Regions from separate parts of the Mus musculus genome. Here all the other regions are linked to region 2. A link is a contact called in public Hi-C data. All regions are on one chromosome and are shown on one strand. The core of a region is the stretch at or near the end of the contact, and the rest is flanking DNA. Distances in the headings are between cores, read along the strand shown. Region 1 overlaps Dlgap2 (DLG associated protein 2). Region 2 has its middle 38 kb from the start of Cln8. Region 3 overlaps Arhgef10 (Rho guanine nucleotide exchange factor (GEF) 10).

Region 1 (3,744 bases), core at 1,204-3,703, 240 kb before region 2:
CTTGAAATGCCTGCTCCCAGTCTGTAGTTCTGAGGCTTGGTTGCCTGCCCTGCATAGGAAGCATGTCCAGCACCCTTCCTTGTAGTTCCAGGACAGAACTGTCCCTCTGCATGCTTCCCTGCCCCCCGAAACGGGGAGTGAAGGAAAACACAGCTGCTGCTAGGGGAAGTCGGAAGTGACCCCACCCTGACCCCGGTGGAGCTACACCCAGGATTAGGCTTTGGCCTGCAAGTACAGCAAGCCTCGCTACACCTTTTCCTGTAGCATTCGCAGGCCTCCATCCCCACCGCCCATCACCTTATCAGTGCTGCCTTTTCCTAACTCCCCACTGACTGCCATGCTCCTTCCCCAGCCCTGGGTAAACCTTGTTCACCCTTCCCTGAGGCTCAGACCCTTGTCTTGGTTCAGGTGTGGTTAGTGTACAGAGTGGAACACTGCATAGCCCCTCAGTGGCCACATACCTCCTCCTGCTGGGTAGTCTATTTCTTCCATAGAACTGTTCTCACAGGACCGTGGAAGAGATCTGCTCTCAGATCTGAACTGGTTTAGTCACTAAGCAAAGTTGCTAGATGGAATACCCCAGTGATTGGGTCAATCAGGGAATGTACGGTGGGGGACCCAGGTATTGGGATGTAGCAGGGCAGATGGTTTAATTGAGATACTCATTAATCCCCTGTGTCTCTGAAGAGCTTCTTGTCGCATAGTGGGAACAACTAGGGCCTGTGGAGCTCATTTGAATGCACCTGCTTCCTTGTTGAGACAGCCAAAAGCTCTTACAGTTGAGGAGACATCCTAGGAGAGGTTTGGCCGCTGCTTGGGGTGAGTTTAGCTTCTCCAAGTTTGCTCACCCATACAGAATAATTCTCGCTAAACTAAAAGCTGCTGCCCAAACGTCCTCCAGCTATTAACGGCATTGACCTGTCTCCAAACTCAAGTATCCAAGCGTGCCAAGCAGGGCAAAATCAATCTCGGGTCCCAGCAGACAGAGCCATGCAGCCAGCTCTCCTGAATGTCTCCTGGAGCTGAAGGCGGGGGTGAGGGAGGAACCCATAAAAAGGCACGGGAGGATGGAGCAGTTCCACATTGCTGAGCCTCGAGCCCAGAGGGCCACAGGAGCTCAGATATAAATGCTCATGCCACTTTTCCCTCGATGCCCTGAACAAATGTTTGCCCAGCAGGAAGAATAAGGAGGTGGCAGGGCACAAAGCCTCTGCTTGTGCTCCTGCATCAGAGCTTGGCCAGCTCCGTCCTTGTCACATCCTGCCTGCTCCCACTGTCCCACACAGCTTCTGCAGCCACAGTGCAGGTACAGAGCCTTAAGTTAAAGCCCACCCTAGCATTCTGAGTTTTACCATTATGTATCTACGCCATCAGTCTCTGCTCTGCAAACCCATAACAACCACAGAGTTGTAACTCTCGTAGTTTCTTATTATGTTTTCCTCTTTATTTTTTTAAAAAATGAATTCTAATATCCCATTTTCTGAATTATCAACATTTGTGCACTTGTTACACCACAAAGCAGACATTGGTCACCTATAGTACCAGACACAGGGTCAAGGGTTGGGGATACAGTTGAGTAAGACTACAGGGAGTTCTCAGGCTATCCATGTCCATGCTTAGTGAGGGGAGGGCATAATTCTGCTCCGGTGTGTTGTGTAGTACCAAATAGATGCAGGATCCATCCTAAACTAGGAATTTGCGGAGGGGGCTTCAGGGATTGACCAGTACTGACGGGAGGCCAAGGGAGAAGAATGGGGGAGAACCAAGGGTTTCTGGATCTCAGGTTGTGCCAAGACTTACCCTGTTCCTCCTTCCCTGTTTAGGGATACTCCTGTTACTGCATCTTAGCTGCATACTACATTTTGAGCATGTTTCTAAGGAAAGAAATTTGTCTTCTAAAACAAAACAGAAGGACGTGGCCTTGTAGGAAATGTATGATCTGTTTAGACAGCACAATACAGAAGAGAGAGGTGGGTAAGCATACGTTCCCTGTGAGGAGGGTGTGGGTCCATGGCCTTCTGTTTTGGATTCTCTTCTGGATCTCAAAGGTCTTTAAGAGTCCATTGGAAGCACCTGACTGTCTGATAAAATTCAGTGATCACCAAACTCAAAAACTGGGAAATACTTGATGACTTAATAAGCCTAGCCTGGTAATAGAGATACTCCCTGCTGGAGACCAGGCAGGACAGGTCAACCCCACTCACCCCCTCAACAGCCATTCTTGCTCTCCTAACCATCGTGGAAGACAACTCACATGTGACTAAGGAAAAGCATTTGGGAAGGCAATTTGGGCTGCCCTTCTTGGAAACTGCTCTTTCTCTGTCTTGTAACAAAGAGAAGGCATGTCTCACTTAGCGTTGCTTTTAAAAAGGTTTGCACTTATATGTACATTCCTTACTGTGATTCATAAAACCACACACTTGTACAAGTGGTCACGTTGTATTTCTATTTAAATTTCCCATTTTTTTTTGTTCAGAAATAGCAAGCTACTTACTTAGCCTAGGTCCAGATGTGAGTCACATACAAGAGAGTGAAGAGGAAGCAGCAATGACAGGCACAGTGGGAACAAAGGTTGTTTGGCTACAGCATCACCAGAGAACAGCCTGGCCTCTGAAGACTGGAGGAAGGCCTTCAATGGTGTGTAGGAAGTTGTTTTAATTTTAATTTGACTTCCGTTTTCATGTTTGCATACAGAGACCATGCCAGCCCCAGCCTCTGTGGTTGTTGTGAGCACTTACTCTGTTCATGTATTAGAACTATATAAGCTCTGGGTGCTGAGTTCTTAAGACCACCTGGGGAATTGTGCACAGGCTCCTGGGCTTCCCCACTCATCCTGTGGAGTCGCCGTGGAGACAGACGTGGAGAGAAGCCCCGTCAACATTAATGAGTCACATCCTCAATTCAGGCCCCATTTATGAAGTGTGAGCCTATCTAGGGAAGCTCTTTGTTGAAAATAGTTAAATGTATACCCACCCCTCAGGCTACCCAACACCTCAGGAAGCATTCTCAGCTTCCTGATACCATGCTGCACACCATGGACCTGTCTCTCTACCCCGTGGATCTGAACATTCAACTCTCAAGGCAGTGAGTGCTTCTCCACACAGCTCTGAAATCCATGGCATGATTTTTCAGCCTTCAGAAATATCTCTACCTATGATCCAAGGGCTTTTCATGTTTTTCCGACACAAAAAACTGACTCACCTTTATGGCCCAGTGATCTCTTCTGTCATAATGTCTGCTACCCACTTCCACCTCATTATCTGTAACCTCGTCAGCATCACTTGAACTCTGCCTACACACAACACCACACATCGTGTTGGGTATGGCGTGGGAACCTATGCTCAGAGACCTTGCCACTCACTACTCCCACGCAGCAGAGGCTCCAGAAGGTCCCATGGGCAAGTTATACTCCTCACACCCAGGAAAGCTGAAGTTCCAGAAGCCATGGATAAGTTTTCAGGGTTGGTGTCTTAGTCATCTCAAGGTACTGTAGCCAAGTACCTCGGACCAGAGAGTTTGACAGACAGGCACTGATTTTCCCATAGTTCATCAGTCCAGAAGCCTGAGATGCAGGAGTGGCTGGACCCTTCATCTGAACCTGTGGATGGTGCCTTGTCCCTGAGTCCTCCCCACGTGTCTGTCCCTTTGTGGGAGTCTGGGTCCTGATCATCTTTCCTTACAAAGATTACAGTTGTGCTAGATTCCATCTCATTCAGTCGTCTCATGGCTACACGTGCAGCCAAC
Region 2 (3,531 bases), core at 804-3,303:
GAGCCTTGTAACTGGTATATATTTTACCAAACAGCCTTAAGATATATTTGGAAGCAAAAATCATACGAATGTATATCCTTTAAAAATGCAAAAAAAAAAAAATAATAACTCCCGAAATATTCTTCTATCACCAAACCCTATTTCCCCAGAGTGTTCAAAGCATTTTCTACCTAAATAAATATGTAAACCCTGAATAGTGTACAATAATGATGCTTCCTCCTGGACTCATGCCACCAAGTTACAAACAAGGGTGCTGCTGAAAGCACGGGTACTTCAGACTCCGAAAGCAGCGTATCCTAGAGGAGCCATTTAGACGTCAACAGAGGAAAACAGAACCGACGTACATCCCTTAGCTGAAGGAAATGTGGAATGCAAATGTCCCTGCTGCCCATACCCATTAGGACATCGGCAGTCCTTCCTATCATTTCCTCAAACATACATGCCATACACAGAAGCAAATTGCAACATTAGACAATCATCATTTGCCATAAACCCCAAATTCTATGGACCCAACTTGAACAAAAGCATCTACTAGGTTTTGGTTAACTACATTGTCTACACTCATTTCTCATCCAAATGTGACCCAAAGCCTTGGCCTAAAGACACCCCACCCCCTCCCCCACCCCCACCCCCACCCCGAGTTGAGCAAGTCTTCTTCCCTGAGTTGCATGGTGGCCCCCTCTTTTGAAGTAGGAAAAAAAAAGTGCCCCATCTGATTCACTAGGTTCCAAAGATAATTATTCAATGGCCGAACAAATACCTGCTGCTAGTTCTGATGAAGTGTTAACTGTTTGAATCCCCTCCCCTTGTAAGTGCAATACCTTCAGGTCTCATGCGTGTGACACTGTTGTGGAACAAGAAGATAAGCCATGTGTGTACTGCATCGTCCAGGCAGAGCCAAACAGCTGGTCCCTCCAGCTTCTTTTTAGTTCTATCGCTTTCATGAGGTTCGTGGTGTGGAGTTCTCCTGTGGCCCTAGGATCTCATCCAAAACAAGATAGAAGTTAAAAAAACAGATACAAGACCAGGCTATAACACAGTGCAGCCCATGTTACCTATAACAGCACACCTATGTCCCTAGAGATGCCACCATCCACTGGAGAGACTTGAGTGTCGCCAGTACAGAACCCCTTCCTCACTCCATCAGGCTGATCTGGACTCTACTGTGCTGACCTATGGAAAATGGTGGGAAAGGACTGAAGGCCCGCTGGGGTGCAGGGCCAGGGGGACAGATGTGGCTGAGGAAGAGGAGGATCTTCCATGTACTTTCCTGAGCATTGCCATTTGTTCCTGTTGGGATTAGTGGGAAGACAGTTGCCACCAGAATTGATCGTTCCCAGGTGTTTAGTCACCAGTCCAGAATGGTGTAGAGAGGAGCCAACTTGTTTTATACCCAGAAATTGCCTCGTTGTTGAAAGGAAAATGCCCACACTTTTCGCTTCAAACTACACCTGAAGACTTCAACTGTTTAGCACAAGTAAATCCGTAGGGGGAAAAATACAAATTATAACTAAGACTGCCTCAAAACAAAACAATACACACACACACACACACACACACACACAAAGAGAAGCTGCAAAGTAGAGGCAGTCATCCAGCTATGGAAATGTCCAACTTACGATTAGACTAATACCAGTAGTGCACAGGGCATACAATGGACCCCGCTTCTTGGGGTGTGTGTTCCAGTTCACCCCATCTTGATTTCTGCCTTTTGTTAGCATAACGAGCAAGCACCCTCACTTAAATCTGGTGCCTCTGACTGCTCACTACACACCCCAACCTCAGGACCCCAGGATGAGAGTTCACTGGAAATACAGTGAGTGACATTGTAGACACACGGCCCAAGTGCCTGTAGTAGTCTTAGAACTCCCTGCCTTAGAAACAACTGTCTGGTTTGGGCTAAACATTTTTGTGTGTGTGTTTTCAGAGTCTCACTGTGTGTAGTACAGGCTAGCCTCAATTGTGCAATTGCCCTGCCTCTTTCTTCTGGGTGCTGGGATTACAGACATGCACTGTCACATTCAGCCTTGGTCCAGAACTTTTTGGCAGCAGAGATGGGGTGAAAGGAGAGTGGCGTAGACTGGACTTTGCAGTTGATTGTGAGATAATCAGGAGTGAGCCAGCCTTCCTGTGTTTCTGATGGGCTGGAAGCCAGTCACCCTCCGGAGAGTATGAAGGTCAGATTTCGGCTGCTTTCATCATGTTGTCAGTCATCTTGCTCAGGGTTCTCTGACCACAGCTCCAGGACAGGACGTCCACATGGACAGAAGCTGACAAATAAATAGCTTGTCAGAGAGACTCAGGCTGACACGTCAGCAGGATTGTGCCTGTTGATGACAGGAACTCCCTCAGAGGCTGGAGAGGCGGGGGCAGCAATCCCCTGAGGGGCTGCATCTTGAAGGAAACTGGCTGTCTGGAGCAATAAGAAGACACCTAAGCCCCATGTTCAGCCCACTGGCCTCAGACTTGAAGCCCAGGGCACAGACACACTTCCCCAAGTCACATGCTTTCCTGCACACTCATTGCCCAGACATTTTCTCCTCCAGTCTTGGGCATCTTTCATATTCTTACTGCAAATTTAACGTATCACCACCTTCATGGTTACCGCTATCATTTTTTTTTATATAGTTTTCAAACTGCATTCGCTGGACGTTCTGAAGGAGTTCTTAGTTTCACTCACTCACCATTTATACTTCTAAGTAGGTTTGGATCGAACCTGAGCTTCTAAAGCCAGGAAATGGACTTAAAAGATCAAGACCATGATGGCCTCCAGTTAGCTCTGGCCTCAGCTACCATGGTGAGGAGTGAACTTTGTGCCACATCCTGCTGTGAGTTGAGCACACCACATCAGTGGAAAGCATCCCTGTGCCTCTGCTCCGTGTACCTCCTGTGATCAAGGGGAACAAACTGGAGGCGGTGAACTTCCCAGTCAGGCTAAGAGCCTCTACACAGAGTGGCAGCTGGAAGCTAAGAAGATATCAAGAAGAAGGCACCAGGAGCCCCGAGGCCCAGCCAAGCTGCCGGAACTGATGAATGCAACTGCTAGTAACATGCCCTGAGTCAGGTTCCTGTTTTCTCTTCCATGACGTGGCATTAGTGTTACTGTTCCTACCTCCCTTGAAGGCAGGTGTAATGTGAGGGTTGGTGACACACCCCCTCTGGCATCTGTGAGCTTAGAGGTCTAAGACGAATGTGTATTGTCTTTTGGGATCTGTGCCTCGGTGTGCTGTGCCCCCCCACCCCCATGAAGGAAGCTGGCAGAGATAGACCAGTACAAGGAGGGATGTTTGTTTTGGAGTCCTGTTCTGCCTAGGCAGGAGGTCAAAACAAGAGATACAGAAGGGCACAGAAACAGAACATAATAGCCAGGAACTTCTTTTCCTACTGGCCTTGACTTCAGTTTCTATACTCTTCCATGAACAAGACTCAACACCACCACCAAGAGCCAGGTGATGTTTTGGGTTGTTTTGTTTTGTTTTGTTTTGCCAGCTCAGCCCCTCCTAGATGAACTGGACAGATGTTATCAATATG
Region 3 (3,814 bases), core at 897-3,396, 140 kb after region 2:
AGATACAGTTAATGCAGGCTGTAGCTTAGCTCAGCCCAGCTCTTCTGGGAGCATCTGTGTGGGTGTGGGTTACTGCAACCTTGGCAAGCCTGTTGCCTCTGCGATTGATGGGTCATGTGCTGCGCACCCTTGTTCTCTTAGGACACAGAGCTATGTCTGTCCCCGTCTCTCCCCTCACCCCCACCCCTGAGCATTTTAAGTTGTTGAGATTTAGAGAGGCAAGATTGATGCTGACTGTGAATTACTTGACTTTCTGTGGTGCTGTTACGCCGCACCTTGGCTTGGCTTTGGCCTCTACACCCCCTCTGGTCTCAAGATGACCGTATAGCTGAGGTGTGCCAGCAAGGCCTTGTGCGGTAACGATGCCGTGAGGGTGCCCATTGGGGAATGAGTGCCCTGTGGGCAGGGCTGCTTGCTTCAGGCAGGGCTCAAGGGAAGCAACCCTAGGACTGTTACGTCTGAGGGAGAGCGGCAGGCTTTATCTGGATTGGAGAGAAGGACCTCCTCCCAGGTACCCACGGCTGTGCTGCTCAGTGGGCTGGGTCTCCTTAGGGATCTAAGCCAGCAGCCATTCGCCCTGTAGCCCCTTTCATGTTGTGTTGAGTTTGTTCTCTCAGCTTGTGAAGGTACCATGATAAAAGGCAAGTAGCGTTGGGTTCTGTGAGTGACTTGCCTGCTCGGGGAAGCCTCAAGAGCGTTGTGCCCACGGGTGCTATTCTGTGGCTGTGAACGGAGGCCACTGCTCTGACAGTCACGGGTTTGATCTCTACCCAGACCCCATGATCCCCAGGAGTGACTCAGCCTAGCCCCGCCGTGTGGCATCTTTGCCCTCAGCACTGTTGTAGACTCTGGCTGTACCCCTCGATACCCTGTGTGACCTCATTTCCTCCATTCCCCCAGAATCAGCTGGAGGCCCACCAAGATGAAGGGATGGTCATCTCCCACATGGCTGTGGCTGGCGTTGGCATCTGGATTGCCTTCACCTCGGGGTCCACCCTCCGCCTCTTCCACACAGAGACCTTGAAGCACCTGCAGGATGTCAACATTGATGCCCCTGTGCATAGCATGCTGCCAGGTACTGCCCCCAGGAAGGCAGGGTTCTAATGTCCTTGTCCCTCATACAGCCTGCAACCGGGTCCCTCAGAAGGAAGGGGAAAGGGCAGCAGATGTTCAAGGGACATCAGCTGCTAAGGCACACATAGCCAATGTGGACCATAGCCCCTGGGTGTTCACATGTGCCCTGTGTGTATAGGCGCACAGCTACTGTGTGTAGTACTTGGCATGGCTTCATGTGTGAGCATGTATATGAACATGTAGCCTGTAAAGACAGGTATACATCCTGTCTACAAATATAATGAAGACTGCATTAATGGCCACAGTGGACCACATAGTGGCACCAGAGGCAAGACCGGGAAAAATAAATCGTCCTAAATATATCCATGGCCAATAGGAATCACTGAAAACTTTGAACAGGGAGAGGAGAGAGGCCATGCCAGGGTGGATTTGGGGAGGATGGTCTTGTAGGGAGAGGCTCAAGTGCATCTTGCTGGCCCTTTGTCCACAGGGTTCTGCCTAACAGGCTGCAGGGGGAGCGTGGGAGAAAGATGGGAACAGTGAGCACAGTAATGGGCGGAGTTAGAAAGTAAGTGATGGGCGTGGGGGCGTGGCCACTTGTCAACTCATGTGTTGGATAGCGTTTGCTAAGCCATTCCAGGCGCCTTGGAAAAGCATAACAACAACTCAGGGGTCATGATGCCGACATGAGGAGTGATGGGGAGGCAGAGAGGCAAGACAGGTGCCAACTGATAAGATCTGCTGAGACCTGAGGACACAAGGCATCTAGGGCTGCTGACCAGCATTTCCCTGTGGGATTGGCCGCTGACCGTTTTTTTTTTTTTTTTTTAGATAATTGTAGGCTATTTTATTTCGTTAGGAATATGGAGGGTTTTTTTTTTAAATACATGTTATTTTTAGAAAACAAAAGTGATTCAGCATCAAGGCTGCCCCCCGCCCCCAGCATGCTTCTGTGGATCATCTGGACAGGTGTTTGCTGTTGGCATCTGTCCTCGCCCTTAGACAGAAACCGTGTCAGAGTCACCAGCCGCCAGCACATGCTTGCATCCGGCCAGAGAATGCCCTGCACTCTCTATTGACATGGGAAGGGACAGGAGTTAGATTGTTCTGGGGCCCAGATCCTGACTCTGGTGCCCTGTGGCCTCCAGGGAAGCAGCTGTGGTTGCCATGGTTCCTGGAATCCTGAGAACCAACCACAGGAATGTGTGGGGTCACACAGTGCCTCCATCTGAGGGCAGGGGAAGGGGTGGGTGGGTGAGGGTGGGGGCTGCCTTGTGTTCATCTGCCTGCAGTTTCTGTCAGAGACTGGGAGAAGGAGGCATTGGCCAGTGAGTGAAGTGTGTGTGTGTGTGTGTGTGTGTGTGTGTGTGTGTGTGTGAGTGTGTGTGTGTTTATGAAAATAATCCTCGTACATGATACAGTGCAATGGAACAGCAAGACCATCAGGTGAACAGTGAGGCAGCTGTGAGGCTCTCCATCTTGCCGACCCTCTGTTAACTGGTGTTTCCCATGACCTCGGTGTGTACCTAATTTAAAAAAAATGACCTGTGGGCTGCTCTCCTCTGTCCGGCTTCCGAGCAGATCCACTGGCAATCCTTGCTACTGACTCAGGCCAGCAGGGTGCGTACGAACGTGCGAGGGCACACTTGCCCACTTCCTCTCCCCTGCCTGGTACTGACCCGGTGTGGGTACAGGCTCCTCCCTCCCAGGCAGGCAGCCAGTGCTGACTGGGAAACACTGACTAACCGGCCGGCTCGGGTGTGCAGTGTTCTGTCTGTAGCTGAGGTGCACTGCAGGGCACTCTTGTGTTTCTTTCCGCTCGCCTGTAGCCATGGCTGCCCCTCCTCAGCCTCCTGCTCTGCTTCCAGTTGGCCAAGCATTGACTGTTCCCAACCTTCCCTACAAAGCCTGGCCCTCCTTGGCACCACCAGATTCATGGGACTGTTTTCCATTTTCCAGAGGCCCACCCACCTCACCGATCAAAGGGCATGCCAGAGTCTCTTGAAAGTGTTATGGTTTGAATATAGCACTGCCCCTTGACAGCCTGTGGGTTTAAGGTTAGGGACAGTTGGACCATGAGGGCTCTGGCCTAATCCAACGGTGGCTTCATACTTCAATGGTGTTGAGAGGTAGAGGAAACTAGGAAATGGGGTGTAGTTAGAGGAGGCGTGTTGCTGGAGGAATGCCTTGGACACATGCCCCCCACCCCACTCCTCCACACAGCTCCTAACCTTTCTCAGCTATCATGAGATGAACAGCTTTCCTCCACACACCCTTCTGTCATATGCTGGCTTGCCAGCAGCATAGAAGCCATGGAACTACTGAAAGCATGGGCCGGAGTCATTTGTCCTTTTAAGTTGCTAATGTCAGGTATTTGGTCACAGCCGTGGACGATGGACTGATAGAAGTCATGTTGGACACAGCAGGGGTGGGGGAGACCCTCTGTCACAGATTTTGATCTGCTTCTGTGTAGCTCGTTGTGCTTCTTATTCGTGTGTGGGTGGGACAGACAGGTGTGTCAGACCAGAATGGACTGGGAAGCCTGGGGCTGAAGGGAAGACATTCTGCAGTGTCTTGTGCCAGCTATTAAGTGGCTTCCACTCCACCTTTGGGAGGCCTTATCAGGCTCTCAGCCTCCAGTGTTCTTCCAGTGGTCTTGTGGAGCTATCCCCAGCCTGGCCACTAGGGAAGACTAACCCAGTCGAACTCTGCCTGAACGAGAACCCCCGTTCTGTCTCCC

What was found. A called contact is a pair of places that touch in the nucleus more often than the background predicts.
Region 1: a contact with region 2 is called in a Hi-C map of adipose-derived mesenchymal stem cells, with 2.7 times the contacts expected there. The contact joins two enhancer-like sites. A contact is called at or near these places in 2 of 15 datasets of contacts at CTCF or cohesin (both in the NIH/3T3 cell line), 7 of 484 Hi-C or Micro-C datasets (the C2C12 cell line, adipose-derived mesenchymal stem cells, brown adipocytes and 4 more), 2 of 115 datasets of contacts at active chromatin or transcription factors (the NIH/3T3 cell line and embryonic fibroblasts) and 1 of 9 other capture datasets (embryonic stem cells).
Region 3: a contact with region 2 is called in a Hi-C map of liver, with 2.8 times the contacts expected there. The contact joins two enhancer-like sites. A contact is called at or near these places in 3 of 484 Hi-C or Micro-C datasets (all in liver), 2 of 115 datasets of contacts at active chromatin or transcription factors (bone marrow-derived macrophages and hepatocytes) and 2 of 9 other capture datasets (adipose tissue and liver).

Annotation. Positions count from the first base shown.
Region 1 is chr8:14,605,533-14,609,276 of GRCm38.p6, forward strand. The region is part of intron 4 of Dlgap2 (DLG associated protein 2); the gene reads left to right. Among named protein-coding and RNA genes, the nearest start is that of C030037F17Rik, 160 kb to the right of the region's middle. Within about 2 kb of position 2,454, at least 39 of the 459 cell types and tissues checked have an H3K27ac peak or open chromatin away from gene starts, as enhancers often do. A contact at or near this core is called in adipose-derived mesenchymal stem cells and embryonic fibroblasts, where this site is marked.
Region 2 is chr8:14,848,433-14,851,963 of GRCm38.p6, forward strand. It overlaps a transcript of Dlgap2 not described here. Among named protein-coding and RNA genes, the nearest start is that of Cln8, 38 kb to the right of the region's middle. Within about 2 kb of position 2,054, at least 26 of the 459 cell types and tissues checked have an H3K27ac peak or open chromatin away from gene starts, as enhancers often do. A contact at or near this core is called in adipose-derived mesenchymal stem cells, embryonic fibroblasts, hepatocytes and 1 more, where this site is marked.
Region 3 is chr8:14,990,160-14,993,973 of GRCm38.p6, forward strand. Arhgef10 (Rho guanine nucleotide exchange factor (GEF) 10) reads left to right here. Exons shown (of 29, transcript NM_172751.3): 27 at 901-1,075. Among named protein-coding and RNA genes, the nearest start is that of Gm35149, 4.5 kb to the right of the region's middle. Within about 2 kb of position 2,147, at least 273 of the 459 cell types and tissues checked have an H3K27ac peak or open chromatin away from gene starts, as enhancers often do. A contact at or near this core is called in hepatocytes and liver, where this site is marked.